Regions from separate parts of the Mus musculus genome. Here all the other regions are linked to region 1. The links are chromatin contacts, called in public HiChIP or PLAC-seq and Micro-C maps. All regions are on one chromosome and are shown on one strand. Each heading gives the region's core, a stretch centred on a gene start, on an enhancer-like site or on the middle of the called end of the contact. The rest is flanking DNA. Distances are from core to core; before and after follow the strand shown.

Evidence for each region. Hi-C and Micro-C count contacts between places; a contact is called where the count stands out from the background. HiChIP or PLAC-seq counts read pairs in DNA pulled down with a chosen protein or histone mark.
Region 2: a contact with region 1 is called in an H3K27ac HiChIP or PLAC-seq map of embryonic stem cells, with 19 times the contacts expected there. The contact joins the promoter of Msx1 here to the promoter of 9530036O11Rik in region 1. A contact is called at or near these places in 2 of 39 promoter capture datasets (both in embryonic stem cells), 5 of 484 Hi-C or Micro-C datasets (all in embryonic stem cells) and 1 of 115 datasets of contacts at active chromatin or transcription factors (embryonic stem cells).
Region 3: a Micro-C map of embryonic stem cells shows a contact between it and region 1, with 12 times the contacts expected there. The contact joins the promoter of Hmx1 here to the promoter of 9530036O11Rik in region 1. A contact is called at or near these places in 1 of 39 promoter capture datasets (embryonic stem cells) and 7 of 484 Hi-C or Micro-C datasets (embryonic stem cells and epiblasts).

What each region holds. Positions count from the first base shown.
Region 1 is chr5:28,464,854-28,469,670 of GRCm38.p6, forward strand. 9530036O11Rik (RIKEN cDNA 9530036O11Rik) reads left to right here and starts at 2,131. Exons shown (of 7, transcript NR_015562.2): 1 at 2,131-2,495. It overlaps Shh (sonic hedgehog), which reads right to left and starts at 2,248. Exons shown (of 3, transcript NM_009170.3): 1 at 1,608-2,248. The coding sequence starts at 1,910.
Region 2 is chr5:37,822,406-37,827,222 of GRCm38.p6, forward strand. It overlaps Msx1 (msh homeobox 1), which reads right to left and starts at 2,180. Exons shown (of 2, transcript NM_010835.2): 1 at 1,460-2,180. The coding sequence starts at 1,928. It overlaps Gm33993 (a long non-coding RNA gene), which reads left to right and starts at 3,350. Exons shown (of 6, transcript XR_868362.1): 1 at 3,350-3,481. It also overlaps Msx1os. RefSeq lists an enhancer at 3,264-4,817.
Region 3 is chr5:35,386,320-35,391,136 of GRCm38.p6, forward strand. It overlaps Hmx1 (H6 homeobox 1), which reads left to right and starts at 2,542. Exons shown (of 2, transcript NM_010445.4): 1 at 2,542-3,170. The coding sequence starts at 2,798. E130018O15Rik (RIKEN cDNA E130018O15 gene) reads right to left here and starts at 2,157. Exons shown (of 2, transcript NR_152157.1): 1 at 2,106-2,157.

The sequences.
Region 1 (4,817 bases), core at 881-3,380:
ACGCAGAGGCCCGGCGCTCTGGGCACCGGAGCCAGACCGCCGAAGACCCCCCTGCAGACCCATCCGGGCTGAGGTACCCTACGTGTCCACGCCTGGCCTCTTTGCATCAGTAATCTTTTACCTCCTCACACCTTTCCAAGGACCTCCTCATCCTGAGACGCCCCCCCCCCCCCGGGGCACCCAACCAGGGGATGGGTGCCCGGAGCCAGAGAGAGAACTCGCTCCTTCAAGCCACACCAGTCGGGCGCCCCGCGGTCCGCGCAGAGTTAACTGTAGCTCGCGCAGCTCTCCGGCTCCCCCGCGCGCGCGCGCCCACACTCGCGGTCCAGATTTAAGGTGGTCGGGAGCAGATGAGGGAGATGGAGGGAGAAGATGGAGGGAGAACAGCCCTGTATTCAGTCTCCACGATTCCTCTTTGCTCCAGTTCTGGCCCGCCACCCTAAGGCTAGTCTCCTAGGCTTCCCATACAGCAGGTACCCGGTGGCGAGATGCGCGTCGCGTCGCGCGGGCTGTTCCACTCTTGTTTTCTCCAGCCCCCGCCCCCTGCACTTGCGCCCCGCCAGCGCCGCTCCGCCAGCCGCTCGGCGCACCTAGCCCTAAAGGTAGGACTTGAATATTTTAATAGGGCAGTAAAAAGGATGCTGACCTATATTTGCAAGGAAACCCATTTCCAGCTCCAGTCATACGTGCATGGAGTTTCAGAAAGTCTCGATTTGGCTGGGAGATTGGCAGCCTGGAAATCTCAAAGGAGGTGGGATGGGAAGAGAGGCTCGTGCTTTGCTTTGCCGTCTGTCCATCCACCCTCGTCGCCGAATATTTATTCGCTTTTAATTCTTATGCAAGCAGGTTAAAAATTAAAGCGATTGCAAAGCCAGCAAGTTCCAAGTCCCTCCCCTAAGGTACCGCGGGCTCTGGAGAAATGAGGAGCATCCTTAAAGAAATATCAATACATTCTCTGACCGGCACAATTGAGGACGATGGGATCGCAGTCAGGCTACGCGATACAGTGGGGACAAGACGGGCGCCTCTGGAGCTCCTGCCTTTTGTCAGAACTGCCCCCAGGCTTTCTCAGTTACAGTTCTTTGGTGGTGGTGGGGTAAAGGGTGGGGTGGTCTTGGGAGAAAAACACAGAAAAGGAAAAGGTAGGAGCTAGGGGACGAAATGCTCCAGGCTATGTTTGCAGTGACCTGGAGGCCCTTTGAAGTGTATAGGGGCATCCCCTCTCCCTCCATTTTCTGCCTCCACTTGGAAAGGGCAGACTCCCTCAGAGTAAAGGTCTTTCTAAGTTTCAAGCTAGAATACAGGTAGTTAGAGGAGGTCGTCCCGGGAGACTAATTAAATGAGACTAATAAAATGAGACTAATAAGATAGAGAACCCCATCTTCTGGTGCCCCATTCCAGCAAACCCTAAACTTCCTGCTGGACCCTTCACCTCCTTTTTCCTCCCGGAAGAGGAGTGCTAGGTGGGCAGGTGGGTGGGGAAGGAGAGAGCAAGCCGCCTTCCTACCTGCCCAAAGAGCAAACAGAGCAGGGCTGACTGCTTGGTCACACGCACCCCCCCCCCCTCCCGGGAAGGAGTCTGTTTCCCACCCGCAATGGGTCTCTACCTGAGTCATCAGCCGGTCTGCTCCCGTGTTTTCCTCATCCTTAAATATGATGTCGGGGTTGTAATTGGGGGTGAGTTCCTTAAATCGTTCGGAGTTTCTTGTGATCTTCCCTTCATATCTGCCGCTGGCCCCTAGGGTCTTCTCGGCTACGTTGGGAATAAACTGCTTGTAGGCTAAAGGGGTCAGCTTTTTGGGGTGCCGCCTCTTTCCAAACCCCCTGCCGGGCCCACAGGCCAGCCCGGGGCACACCAGCAGCGAGGAAGCAAGGATCACCAGAAAACATCTGGCCAGCAGCAGCAGCATCTCGTCCGCGGAACCTGAGGACTTGTGAGCTGTCCCCGCGCTGTCTGTGCGCGAGCGGGTACGCGCGGGTGTGTGCGTGTGCGCTCCTCCTTGCGCTCGGCTCTCCCTTCCTCGCTCGGCTCGTTCGTTCCCTCTGGCGCTGCCTGGCTCTTTCTCTTCCTATATAACCTTGCCTGCCGCTGCTGCAGGGGACTTGTCTCCGATCCCCACCCAGACTGGGGCTGCGATGGCAGGCTGCCGGTCGCTGGTAACGGAACACATCGGAGTTGGGTCTCGAGACAGCAATTAAAAGACAAAAAGAGCCTGATTTTAAATGGTAGCAAGGCTGGAGAGCTTGTGAGACAGGCTGCCTTTCGCACTATATTATAGCTGGCAGGGGCGCATCTGATTGGCCAAGCCGCACAAGCTTGTCTTCTGATGTTAACCCTGAGAAAGACTACATTTCTCCCCCCTCTGGCTGCTGTGGCTTTATTTTCACCTGAAGGCTTCCAGTTTAAAAAAGAAAGAAAGAGAGAAAGAAAGAAAGAAAGAAAGAAAGAAAGAAAGAAAGAAAGAAAGAAAGAAAGAAAGAAAGTCTTTACTAAGGTAAAGGTGGGTGGGAGGGAGGAGGCCTGTTTATTGGAAAAATACCCCGCACTGCCTGCTTTGTGCTCAGGGCTGCTTCCCCCTTACTTTCTCTAAATGGAAGATGCTTTGGTTAAAGCCAGCATAAGTTTTTAAAGGACAGTCCAGATGCTCCCCCCCCCCCCACAAGCTTTGACCATAAAACAGCCTCTCAATTGTTTGAGGGCAACGCTGCCTCCCTCCTGTTTGCCTTATTTACACCCCATCCCCAGATGTGAGTGTACAGGACAGACGTCACGGGGTTGTGAAAACAGCTCACCTGAGCATCTCCTGAATATTTAGCATCTTTAGATAGAGGATAATCACAGGTGGCCACAACCTAAAGAGTTGCTGTTTTAAGTGCCCTAAAATACTGTCCTTTATTGTATCTCACTGACTGCACCACATTCAAGCCTCTGCAGGTGGATGGATGCATCCCAGCTGAGGGGCAGGTAAAGAGTGTCTGCAGAATGTGGTGGGGTACATAGGTTCAGTGGGTCTATGTGCTGCACCCCAGCATGGAGGGCAGCTGGTGTGTGCTTGGTGGGTAGAGGTGATCTGCCTGGGGCAACTGAAAGTGGGCAAGGCTGCATGCGTGAAGAACCCCTTCCAATCTATCCTAGCAAAGTGCAGGGCTGGGGTAAGTTGATGTGGAATTCAGGCTCCTTAACACAGTTGTATTTCACAGGAGCTTTGCAAGCTAATTTTCAAGGAAAGAAGCTGGCTAGGTGTAGGGCCTGCAGACTGAAGGTGTTAGGGATCTAGAGGACAGTGTTCTGGCCATAAGGGGCATCTTAGAAGAGGATATGCTGTCTAGAGGTCACTACTCTTGGGGTGTCCAACACTCTTTCAGGAAAAAGAAAAATTTCCAGAAAAGTCTTAGTTGAACCAGAAAAATAGAATGTGAAACGCTTTGTTTTTATAGATCATAGAAATCTGCTCTGGCTTTTCTCCCATCCTACTCACAGGCAAGATTCCTCTAGGATGGGCGAACTATTTATGTGGAATGGAATACCTGCTTAGGGACCGAGTCCTCCAGTGTTATCCCATGAGACCAGCCTCTGGCTCTTGATCCTGTCCCAGTGCAGGGAGAGCCCAGCAAACCTGAAGCTCAGCTGGCAGTGGGGTTTTCAGAGGACTTAGAAACTTGGTTGCTTTTGAGTTAGTGTGAGGCGAGGAAAGTGCTTGCTACTGTCTACTGTGAGTCTCAATGGCAGTATGGCAGAGCCTCACCATCCCAGGCTTGGAAGGGTTGACTAAAGCCCGCACACCTGCCCTCTCTGGAGTTTTCTATCCTTTGATTTATGAGGACCAAGTACAGATTCTTAGTGGGAGTTGGTCCCAGCTTCACGAAGACCAAATAAGAGCCAGACTCTCCAGCCTGTATCCTCTGTGTACATCCCCCATCAACTAGAAAAAATGGATACAAAGGGGACCCACTGTTCTTGATCCAGAAGAGTGGGCCTGCCTGGCATGTGGCTTTCATATTACTAGCCGGTGGTGGGCTAGACAAGACTTGAGCATCCTGGAGCCTCATTTTGCTTCAGTATTTCCTTGTTCTCTGTGTATGCTGACCAGCACTCTCTTCTTGATGTCTTTGAATATAGACTGGTGAATGGATCATGCAACTGTAGACAGCTCTAGTCAGCTTTGGATTGGCAGTGGGGAGTGGGTGGGATTTCCTGGGGAAGGAGGCAGAAAATAAAGGCCACATTTCTCCCTGTGGTCAGGCTCATGATCCTGTTCTCAAGACAACAAATATGAACTGTGATTGCTTTTATCCAAGCATTTCTGTAACCTGGAGACCTGGAATACCTGCAGATGTGATTTGGAAACAAACCCCTAAGCTGCCAGTGTTCTATGTGGGCACAGCTGGCCTTGGAGTGCCCAGACATGGTCACCTCCCTTTTGGCTGTGAAGAAGGAGGTGACTTGGTTCTGCTCTGGCCCATTGCTCACCCCCACTCCATCTCTAGGGACAATGGATGCTAATTCCAAGAGAGCCTGATAAGGGCCGGCCTTCCTGGAGTCTGGAAGGATCTTTAGAAGGAAAGTAAAGATTTACTATAAACCCTGTTGTTTTTTTCCTCGTACCCAGGGACAGCTTGCTTCCTGTTCCAGGTTGCAGAAATGCTGGGATAAAAGCAATCACAGTTCATATTTGTTGTCTTGAGAACGGGATCATGAGGCTGGCCACAGGAAGAAATGTGGCCTTTATTCTCTGCCTCCTTCCCGGGGAATCCCACCCTCTCCCCACTTCCCAGACACCAGACACTCGCTGCCTTCCACCTCCAGACACCAGATG
Region 2 (4,817 bases), core at 930-3,429, 9.4 Mb after region 1:
CTCAGCGCCTGGGACCACATCAAGCATAGTGTGTATCGGGAGTTGGGGGGCAGGGTCCCCAGTCTGACGAAACTGGTTATGTCCACCTGCCCTTTCTTTCAGTTTCCTGAGTAAAGCTTAAATCTCCAATAGAGTGCTGTCACTGTTGGGCAGGCCTAGTTAGGGGACCGAGTTTCAGTCCTGCTATGCCTAACAAAACCATTACAGAATAAAACAAACCTCAACCACACGCTCCCCACCACTTAGTTATTGAGAACATCTTCGGGTTTTGCCTAGCTATGCTTTTTTTTTTTTTAAGCTCTAATAAAACAATAATCCTTTGGGCCCTCAGACCACCAGGATGTAAGTCAAACGAAATCTCCAGTTAGCATCCCCACTTCTCTCCCAGCTCAGGCCATAGCAAGTCCGGGAAGTTGGCCCCAGAGTCGTTTTCCACCAGGCCGCCCTAAAGAAGGGTGGGTTCATAGGGAAATGTCACTTTGGTCAGCAGCAACAGCCCGGCTCTGGGCCACCTTCCTCAAGCTTTAGGCCCAGGGAGGGGCTGTCTTTTCAAAGACGTTTAATCCCCAGATAAAAATCGTTCCTCAGCATCACGCCATTGAATTTGCAACGCTATTATGTAGGGCGAAATAATCGGAGGAAACGAGGAAAACTTGGGAATTTCCCGTGCTCCTGAAATATCTTCGAGCGGGTTCGCTGGGGAAAGGAAGCCTAAGGGCCGCAAGGACCTAGGACTATCCTGGAACACGTCGCTGGCTGCTGGGTCCGCTTCAAAAGCCTGGTCCAACACATTCGGACACTATAGCAAAGTGGTTAATAGGGAGCTCTTTTGGTTGTCTTGTTGTCTCCACCACCACCACCATCCCCCCTAGTCCGCGATCGTCCCCTCTTGCTAAATCATCCACCCGCCCAAAACACCAAGTTTCTGCTTAAAATTAGATGCGCGGTGGGGCAGGAGTTTTGCAGAACTCCGGAACCCTTTGAGAGGTTCTTTAAATGGGGAGCGCGAGGTTACGGCTGTCTACCAGTAGAAAGTGAAACTCCGCAGAGCTAGGATGTACTGGCCGCTGCGCCCATCCAAGTTGAGGTGCAAAATAACTGAGTTTAGGGTCAGGTGGAGAAGCAGGGCACCCCTGGTGTCCTGACTACCGGAAGAATAAGAAGGTCCACAGACACCCGCGCGCTACAAGTGAAGTGACAGGCTCGGAGGCACTGAGCCAAGGCAAGGAGCGCGGACTAAGCTTTGCCTGCTTTAGGCCTCTAACTCTCTTCCTGGGTGGGAGTGGGAAGAGGCTCAAAGGCGGTCTTCCCGCCAACGCAACCTCTGCACGGCCTCCAGGTACCCAGTTGCAGGTACGCCGACGCCCGAGACAAGCCGGCGCCGGCGCGCGGCCTGGCGCCCTCGGGCCCCACACCCCCTCTTGGCCCCTTCGCTCTCCATCCAGGGCTGGCTACTTACTGGCTGGGGGCGGGGAGAAGCGGGGACTCTGCATCCACGGGGTCCGATCTAGTTTCTCGGGGCTTTCGGCCTTCACCAGAGCATCTTCTGGCAGCTTGAGGAGTCCTCCGACTGAGAAATGGCCGAGAGGCCGCGGCGAGGAGGGCGCATCCGGGGCGCCCAGAGACCCGGGCCGGGTGCCCAAGTGCTGCACCGAGCCACCCGCTGCCTGAGCCCCTTCGGAGGCCACCAGGACGCTCTCCTTGGCCCCGGGCTTCCTGTGATCGGCCATGAGGGCCTCCACGCTGAAGGGCAGGAGTGAAGCGGGCACTTTGGGCTTGGCCCCCTCCTCATCTGTGCCCATGGCGGTTGCGGTGGCCGCAGCAGCCCCGGGGGCTTGGCCAACGCCTCCCCCAGCAGGCTTGGCGAAGGCGGAGTCCTCCACTTTGACACCGAGTGGCAAAGAAGTCATAGCAGCAGCCGGGGCCATGCAGAGCCGGACCCCCCCTCCAGCCGCAGCTCGAGACAGCCCTGGATCATGGGTTTCGGGCAGGCTGGGAGCGCGACCGGCTTCTGCGAGCTCCTGACCGGCTTCTGCGAGCTCCTGGGTTCCTGGCCCGGCCGGCTCTCGCGCGCGAGCCTCCTGCGGCTTCCCCAGAAGGCCAACTCGAGCGAGCGGGGCCTGGATCCCTGCGCCGCTCAGGCCGAGTTCCCAGGCGCACTCGCCGGCTCCGGGTCCGCCGCCGCTCCCCTGAGAACTTGTTAATAAGGCAAGGCCAGCGTGGCAGCGGCCAATCAGAGCGCGAGGGGGCGGGTCCGGAGAGAACCATTGGGCTGTGCTCGTGCCCCGAGGCGCGCTCGGCCTGGGGGCGCTCGGGGAAGGGCCTGACCCGCACAGGCGGGACAGAGCCGGAGGTACCTGGGGAGCTTTTCCGCCTAGCTAAGTCAGGTGGGCATCGGTCCGGCTGGACCCCCACACTCCTGGATGTGGATTCTACCAAGTTCCAGAGGGACTTTTCTTTACTAGTCCTTCTCTTCTGCCAGTCGTCCTCCACCATCCTTTACCCACTTCTTCTGTTCCTCTCCATAGACTACTTTCTTTCCACAGTTTCTCTTATGGTCTGTGCTATTTCTTTCTGTCCCCTTTCCCTCTTCTGGCCCCCTTTCTCGACCACAATTCACTTACAATTTTTTTTTTCTTTTGGTGTTTGCTTTGAATGTTCATAGTTATTTGTCAGAGTAGCAAGGGATAATACTAATTTCTTTTTTTAAAAAAGCCGCCCTAAGTGTCTTATGTCTTCCAATCTTCAAAAATTTACCTCGGAGTAAAAATGGGCCTTTGTCTCCAGGGCTGGACAAAGTTAATCAAAGAAAGTACAGGTCCTGTTGGTTCTGTGGGTACGGGAACAAGTAACATGATCTGGGAAATGAGTTTGGTTCTCATGCAAACACGTACCCCCTCCCTATACGTACTTTTTCTCCAGAAAGTTACACCTCTACCAGAGAACTGCTACTAGCCAAAGAAGCCACTGGATGCCTTGGGTGAAGACCGAAATAAGACCAACAGAACCCACCAACAATCTGGCCTCAACATGACCTCAGACAATGAATCCTCAAAAACAATCACACTTCACTAACTGTGGGTCTGTCTGCTGGTGCAGAGTGGAGGCCCATTTGATGGGCCAGTAGGAAAAATAAGCAGTTCCTGGAGGTATATCTTTGGTGCAAGGCTTAAGAAGTTTTGTTTGCCCGATTTCGAAGGAAACGTGTTTTGTTTTGTTTTGTTTTGTTTTGTTTGACTGATACAAAAAGAAGGAAAGTTGGAGTGGGGACCACAGAAGACCTTGTAAACTGGGTTCGAACAGGCTGTTGGGGAGTTGGGGGGGGGGGGGCTTTTCTTTATATGGCCTCTTATCCCAGGGCCCAGGCTCGCGGCTCCGGGGGAGGTGGAGGAGGTGATTGGCGGCTCACCGGGACTGTGCATTGATGACTGCCGGGCTCTAATCTCCAGGAAACACAAGGGGCTGCCGTGGCCATTTAGGGGTAATTATCCGAGCACGGAGGGATAGCGAATTCCCTGGCCTTTTAACTGGGCGCAATAAAAAGCTGTAGATTAGGGGCGACCAGATTAAGGAAAATGAATTACTTTATTACCCAGACGGCGTCCGGGGTCTGGAGGGAGGGGTTGGGCTGCGGACGCCAGAGAGATCGGAGCCTCACATCTGCCCACAGGGCCTGGAGAAATAGGAAGGCCTGGGGCGGGTTCGGGAATACTCGCTTCTGTGAAATGTCTGGATTTCTTACGTTTCTGAGGCTGTGAGGAGGCACTGCGTAGGGCTTGGGACTCAAGCTCATTTAGGCCCAGCTGGACGCCCGCTGTACTGGGTCCCCTGAGGTTTGTTCCATGTGTATGGGAAGTAGAAGCCATACCGTCCCGTTTTAAAGCCCTGCAAACGAAAGTTAAGCGACAGTGTAGGCCAAATCCTTAGCTCGAAGCCTAGAAGGTACGGAGAACTGTAGTTTAAGAACTAATTAGGCAGTTGCTAGATCATCTCGTTCTATAGCGTCAGCCGATTTACACTCTGCGCTCGGATTAAAACAGAAATGGAAATAAATCTCCCAAATGGCTTGCTTTAGTCTAGTGTTTTTAGTACGAGGAGTGTTTTTCAAAAAGTGAGGGTTTTCAGTTATTCCACCTCGATCCCCAACTTAAAATAATTTCCTTTTGGGAGCGATCGGAGAATCCAAGTAGCTACGATCTTTTTCCCGGGAAAAAAAGTGCATAACGGCTAAAATACGTGACACGCAACTGTGTAGACAACTTCAGGGACTCGTGTACTGGCCCAGAGTCTTAATTCCTGCTTTAGGACCGAGGGGGCCTCGAACCCCAAGAATGGGGCCCCAGGGCGCACCGGGGTCTCCAGCGGAACTCACGGAGTGTGCAGCAGTCGGAGCAAAGAGGCCTAGCCTCAGGCCGGGGAGGGGGCGGCCTGAGAAGGGCTGCATCGCTAATTGCGGGGATAAACAATCTGTCACGATCCCTCAGCGCGCCTAATAGGCAGACGAGGATGTTGTTTTTAGGCGCCAGCGGCGGCCGGATCAAAGGCTGCAGCCGGCGCAGGGGCCCTTGAAGTCGCGCCCCTGCCTCCAGGGAGCAAAACGCCTGCGCCCGCAGCCCTGAGCCCTGCTTTCGGCCCCTGGGCTTTTAGAGTAGGTCTCAAACTCCACTGTCTATTCTTTTGGGGTTCGGTGTGCATTTGGGTCTGCAGGGATTCGGCGCGCAGGCTAGCGGGTTGCAAAGGTTGCAAGAGCGCTTTTGCAGAGCGCAAGGGACCGGACTCGATGGCTTCCAGAGCGCAGGACCCATGCTAAACTCTAC
Region 3 (4,817 bases), core at 1,292-3,791, 6.9 Mb after region 1:
GGCATGGCTTGGAAGGGGACAGTCCTCCAGCCCCAGAACTCTGTGGAGGAATATAGAGGGCTCTGGCAAGGCAGCACCAGAAGTTGCTGCTTGGGTTAGTGCTTGGCAGCCTTACTTCCTCAGCCAAATTGGCCTTGAATTGGGACAAACCAGCCTATACGCTGGGCAGCATCAGTGCTAAAACTCTGGCAGCAAGGAAGGATTCAAGCAGTACCTCTCTGCTCTCCTCCGTGTAGGCTGAGCTTGGGGCCCCCAGGACCTGGGTGAGCACCCACAGGGCTAACTTGGGAGTTCCTGACACATACACACCCTGCTCCTGAGTGGTACCACCACTTGTAGTCCGTAGGATCCAGAGGCCAAGTAGTGTGGCTGTCACCCTCTTTCTAGTGCTCCCAAGCCAGTACCAGGAGATGTGGATGCCCTTTCCCCATTTCTGACCACCATCCCTTGCTGGTCTAGTACTGAGGCGCCACTCTGATGCACGGCTCCAGAGGGAGTGCTGGGTAAGACCAGGCAGGTCTCTCTCTGCCCAATGGAGTATGGGAGCAGCACTTATCCACGGTGTAAGGTGTAACCGGTGTAACCACAAGGGGCCAGGACCAAGGGCCAGGGCCCTAGGGCAGAGGGAATTACAACCCTGGTGCCTAAGAAGCCCAGCCTGGCTCCCCCATCCAGAGAGCAGAGAAATAAAATGGAAGCCACAGCACCCACCCAACAGGCTCCATTTTACAAGCAGGAAGGTACTGTTCACAAGGGGAGCCTGGAACTTGCAGAAGTTGGACGGTTCTCTCCATCACCATTTTTAGTAGGGCTCCTTTCTGGTCTGTTTCTTCATCACTTCAAAAAACAACCCCGAGCCCTGCAGTGATGCCTCATGCCTTTAATCCCAGCACTCAGGAGGCAGGGGCAAAAGGATCTCTGGGCTAACATAGATACCCTAACTCGGAAAAACGAAAAACCATATCAAAACAAAAACAAACCACCACCAACAACAAAACCAACCTGAATTGGCCGGCCCAGGGGTTGTGCCTGATTCCTACAAACAAATATCATTGCTAATTTCTCCCTCCCCGCCCCCACCTCTACCCAGGTCCCTGAGTATGTCTGAGCTGGGACACCCAGGAAGTAACAGCACTTGGGACACTCTGAGTCAAAGTTGGAGACACCCAACTTTGACTCAGAGCCCTCACCTATGAAATGTGGCTGCTTGCCAGCGATTCCTCTTGCCTTGCCCAATATGGCTCCAAAATCAAGTCCTATCGTGCACAAAACCCACTTCCCATCCAGGTTTCTAGCCAGGGTGCAGACCCCAAAGGTTCCTTAGCCTGGCGGCTCATCCATCCTTCTATATCCTCAAGAGCCACTTATAGTGGGAGGGAGGGGAAGCGCTCTCTTTTCACATTAGTTTTTCCCTTTGAAGTATAGGGTGACTCTATTTCCCTCTATTTCTCTTGTTGGGGAGATTAAACAAAGTGGGCTCCGGGCCTGCAGTTGCCTTCTCCTGGACAGTGGGACACACTTCTTTACGCACTGTCTGTGACCCGCACTGAGCAGCTAGATGGGCCTTCCGTGATAACCCGCATCCAGTGAAGCGTTCCGCTCAGTGACTAGGCTGTCCCCCTATTCCTGTTGGAAGTGGATCACAGCTCCGTTGGTCTCAGCGAAGTCTGGGTTACCCTCTGCGGCCTTGCTCCTGAAGCGGGGGAAGAAAATTCACTTTGTGCAGGGCAAGAGAGGCAGAAAGAGGAATTGTTCCTCAAGACCTGCAGTCCCGCACAGTGGCTAGGCACGAAGCTCTTACCAGCCTGAAAGAGAGTGAGAAGGCCGGGCAATGGAGGTGCCAGAGCAAATGTAATCTGTTCCTACCCAGCGTGACACCATGGGGCACCTTCGGGCTTGACTCTCTTTACACACCGAAACTGAGCCCGGGATATGAGAGCATTCCATCGCAGCGCGATGGCACCAAGAGCATATTTCGTTACGCGTAAGAGTTAAAACATGCTGCGTCTCTGCAAACTTGTTTTGGCAGAATCCCCGTTTTAAATTACACGCGAGGTCTTAAAAAAAAAGAAAAAGACTGCGGCCCAGTCGGCAATAGTCCTTACCCGCGCGCAAATACACAGTCACAGGGACTCACGCACAAACCGAGCGTTCTGCGGGTTCCGACACGCTCCCGGAGGGTGAGCAAGGCTCTCCTCGGATGCGATTGGCCAGTCTGGGCTTCACAGCGACCCTGTAGCCAATGGTCGACCTCCCAGCCGAGGCCCCGCCTTCTCCCACTCCCTGGCGCGGGTACCGGGGTGGGGGGCGCCGGAACGCATCTCGCGGGGTCGTACCCCCAGGACCACCGGGTCTCCTGCCCTGGGCCCTGCCACCACCTGCGCGCAGAGTCCGGCCGGGCAGCATCTCCGGCAATGGCTTCTCTCCGGGCTGCAGCGGGTCGTTGGGGCTGAGCCTACGAAACTCGCGCCGCCCCGCCCCCGGCACCGCCCCCTCCCCCTCCCGTGAGGCCAGCCGGGGCGGCGACCTGAACCGCTCGGAGAAACGCGAGGGAGGCTGCTGCGGGAACGGCCGTCCGCGCGCACCCGCTCCCGCCCAGCCCAGCCCGGCACAGAAGCCGACGCCCGCCTCGTGGAGCCCGACGCCCTCACTCCGGGCAGCGGCTCTCCAGGGCCAGGCCGCGCGTGCGCCAGGCGGCCGTTCGCCACTATCCAAACGGGGCCGGGAAGAGCAGCTGCGCCCCAGGCAACCAGGGACCCCCAGGATCCCAGCCTTGCCCGACGGGCCCGCGGCCGCGATGCCGGATGAGCTGACCGAGCCCGGGCGCGCCACACCAGCTCGCGCCTCCTCCTTCCTCATCGAGAACCTGCTAGCAGCCGAGGCCAAGGGCGCGGGGCGCTCAACCCAGGGCGATGGCGTCCGCGAGGAAGAGGAAGAGGACGACGACGACCCCGAGGACGAGGATCCGGAGCAGGCGCGACGACGACTACAGCGGCGGCGACAGCAGCGCGCGGGCAGCGGGCCGGGCGGGGAGGCGAGGGCCCGGGCACTGGGCCTAGGGCCCCGGCCGCCTCCTGGGCCCGGCCCGCCCTTCGCGCTCGGCTGCGGAGGTACAACGCGGTGGTACCCACGGGTGCACGGCGGCTACGGAGGTGGTCTAAGTCCTGACAGTGAGTGAGGTTGCGGGGAAGGGGTGGGCAATGGTCAGGGCTCTGCTCCCTCCCTATGCATTCTTTTGGTGACTTCGGGCTTAGTGAGCTCCTAGTCTTCCTGTGTACTGGGGCCTGGGTGGTATGAGATCCCCTTGGATGGGCAATTGTTGGAGACTGGGGATGGCACTGCATGTAGGAAGCTGCTAAGGCTAGGATCAGGCCCAAGAACACAAAATTCGGAGAGGAGAGTGAAATAGGCCTCGGAAAGATGAGAAGGGGAAAGAGTGTGTTTGGAGAAACATCGAAGGTGAAAGGGAAGTGAAGGAAGAGGAAAGGTGGCAGAGGAGGGGAGGCCGCGGGGGTCAAGCACTAAAATAAAAGGGGCAGAGCTGAGAGACCACAGCTATGGAGGCTGGATGGGAGGCCTTCTTCTATAGCAATTGCAACCCCAAAGTATCCTTTGCCCTCCCTGCTGCGCAGTAAGACCATGGGCTGGGCCTGAGCCTGCGTTGGGTCTTCTCAGGCCCAAAGGCTGAGGCTGGTAGGAGCCCACTCTGAAGGGTCCATCCCACCCCTCTCTTCTTTTCTTGCCCCTCCCCCTCTTTGGCCTTTGTTTCCTGCAGAGGGCTCAGAGAATGGGGGTGGGGGCTTCTCAGTCCCAGAACCCACTTACCCCTCTGGCCTGGACATCCTGACTCTGACTGCCTGTCTCCAGAGGGTCCAGACCTCAACCTCTCTTAGGACCTGCTCATTAGAGAGCAACCCTTGAGACTAGAAGGGTATTTCAACCTTCCTCACCCCAGCCCCTTGAGCCAGCCGGGTCCCTAAACACACAGACTTATATATAACTAAAGGGTGCCCACCCAGGCTCTGTGTATAAGCTTTGGGGTAGGAGGTGGCCTGGGGCCCGTTCTTTTCTATTAGGTACTCACCCCACTCCTGGTATGGAGTAGGACAAGTCTCCCAGCCCAGGTTTGGAATGCCTGCCTTCTTTACATAAGCTTAAACAGGGGTCAGTAGTATCCAGTGAGGAGGCTCTTGCAGGGCGCATTTTATTCTCCCTTTTAGTTGGGCCATCCTCACCTGTAGTCCAATAGTCACCACCACCCCCACCCCCACCCCACCCCGGCCTTTTGCCTTATTTCGTGCCATGCGGGTTAGAGTTCTCTGTTCCTGTTGAGTCAAGCGAGCAGGTGAGTCAGATTAGCACTTTATGGCAACACATGGACAGACCTCCGAGTGTAGGGGCTTTGGGTGTCTTTGTAGGACCTCCCCTATGGTCTGGCTGCATACACACCATCCTGCTAGGCGACATTGCATGGGCACTGAGGGGGATGCTTTCAAGGAAACCAGGCGGAGTTTAGCTGTAAGCACAAGTCCACTGTACTGAGGCATAACCTGGGCCAAAACCCACCTTGACCTCTGATCCATCGGTCAGGCAGAAGGACAGACCAGCCTGAATTGGTTTCATGGACCCAGATGTCTAGAGGAGAAGTGGGAGCCCACGGGAACTTATTTAACCTGGTGACATCCCTTGTACGCCCTGAATCTGGGACTTGGAGCATGAGCCCAAAGGTCCTCTGTGGGCAAGACCCCAAGCGTAGGAGATGGTTGGGGCAGGGTAGGAATGCAGTGATTGGTAGAACAGCCTTACTCCTTGGTCTC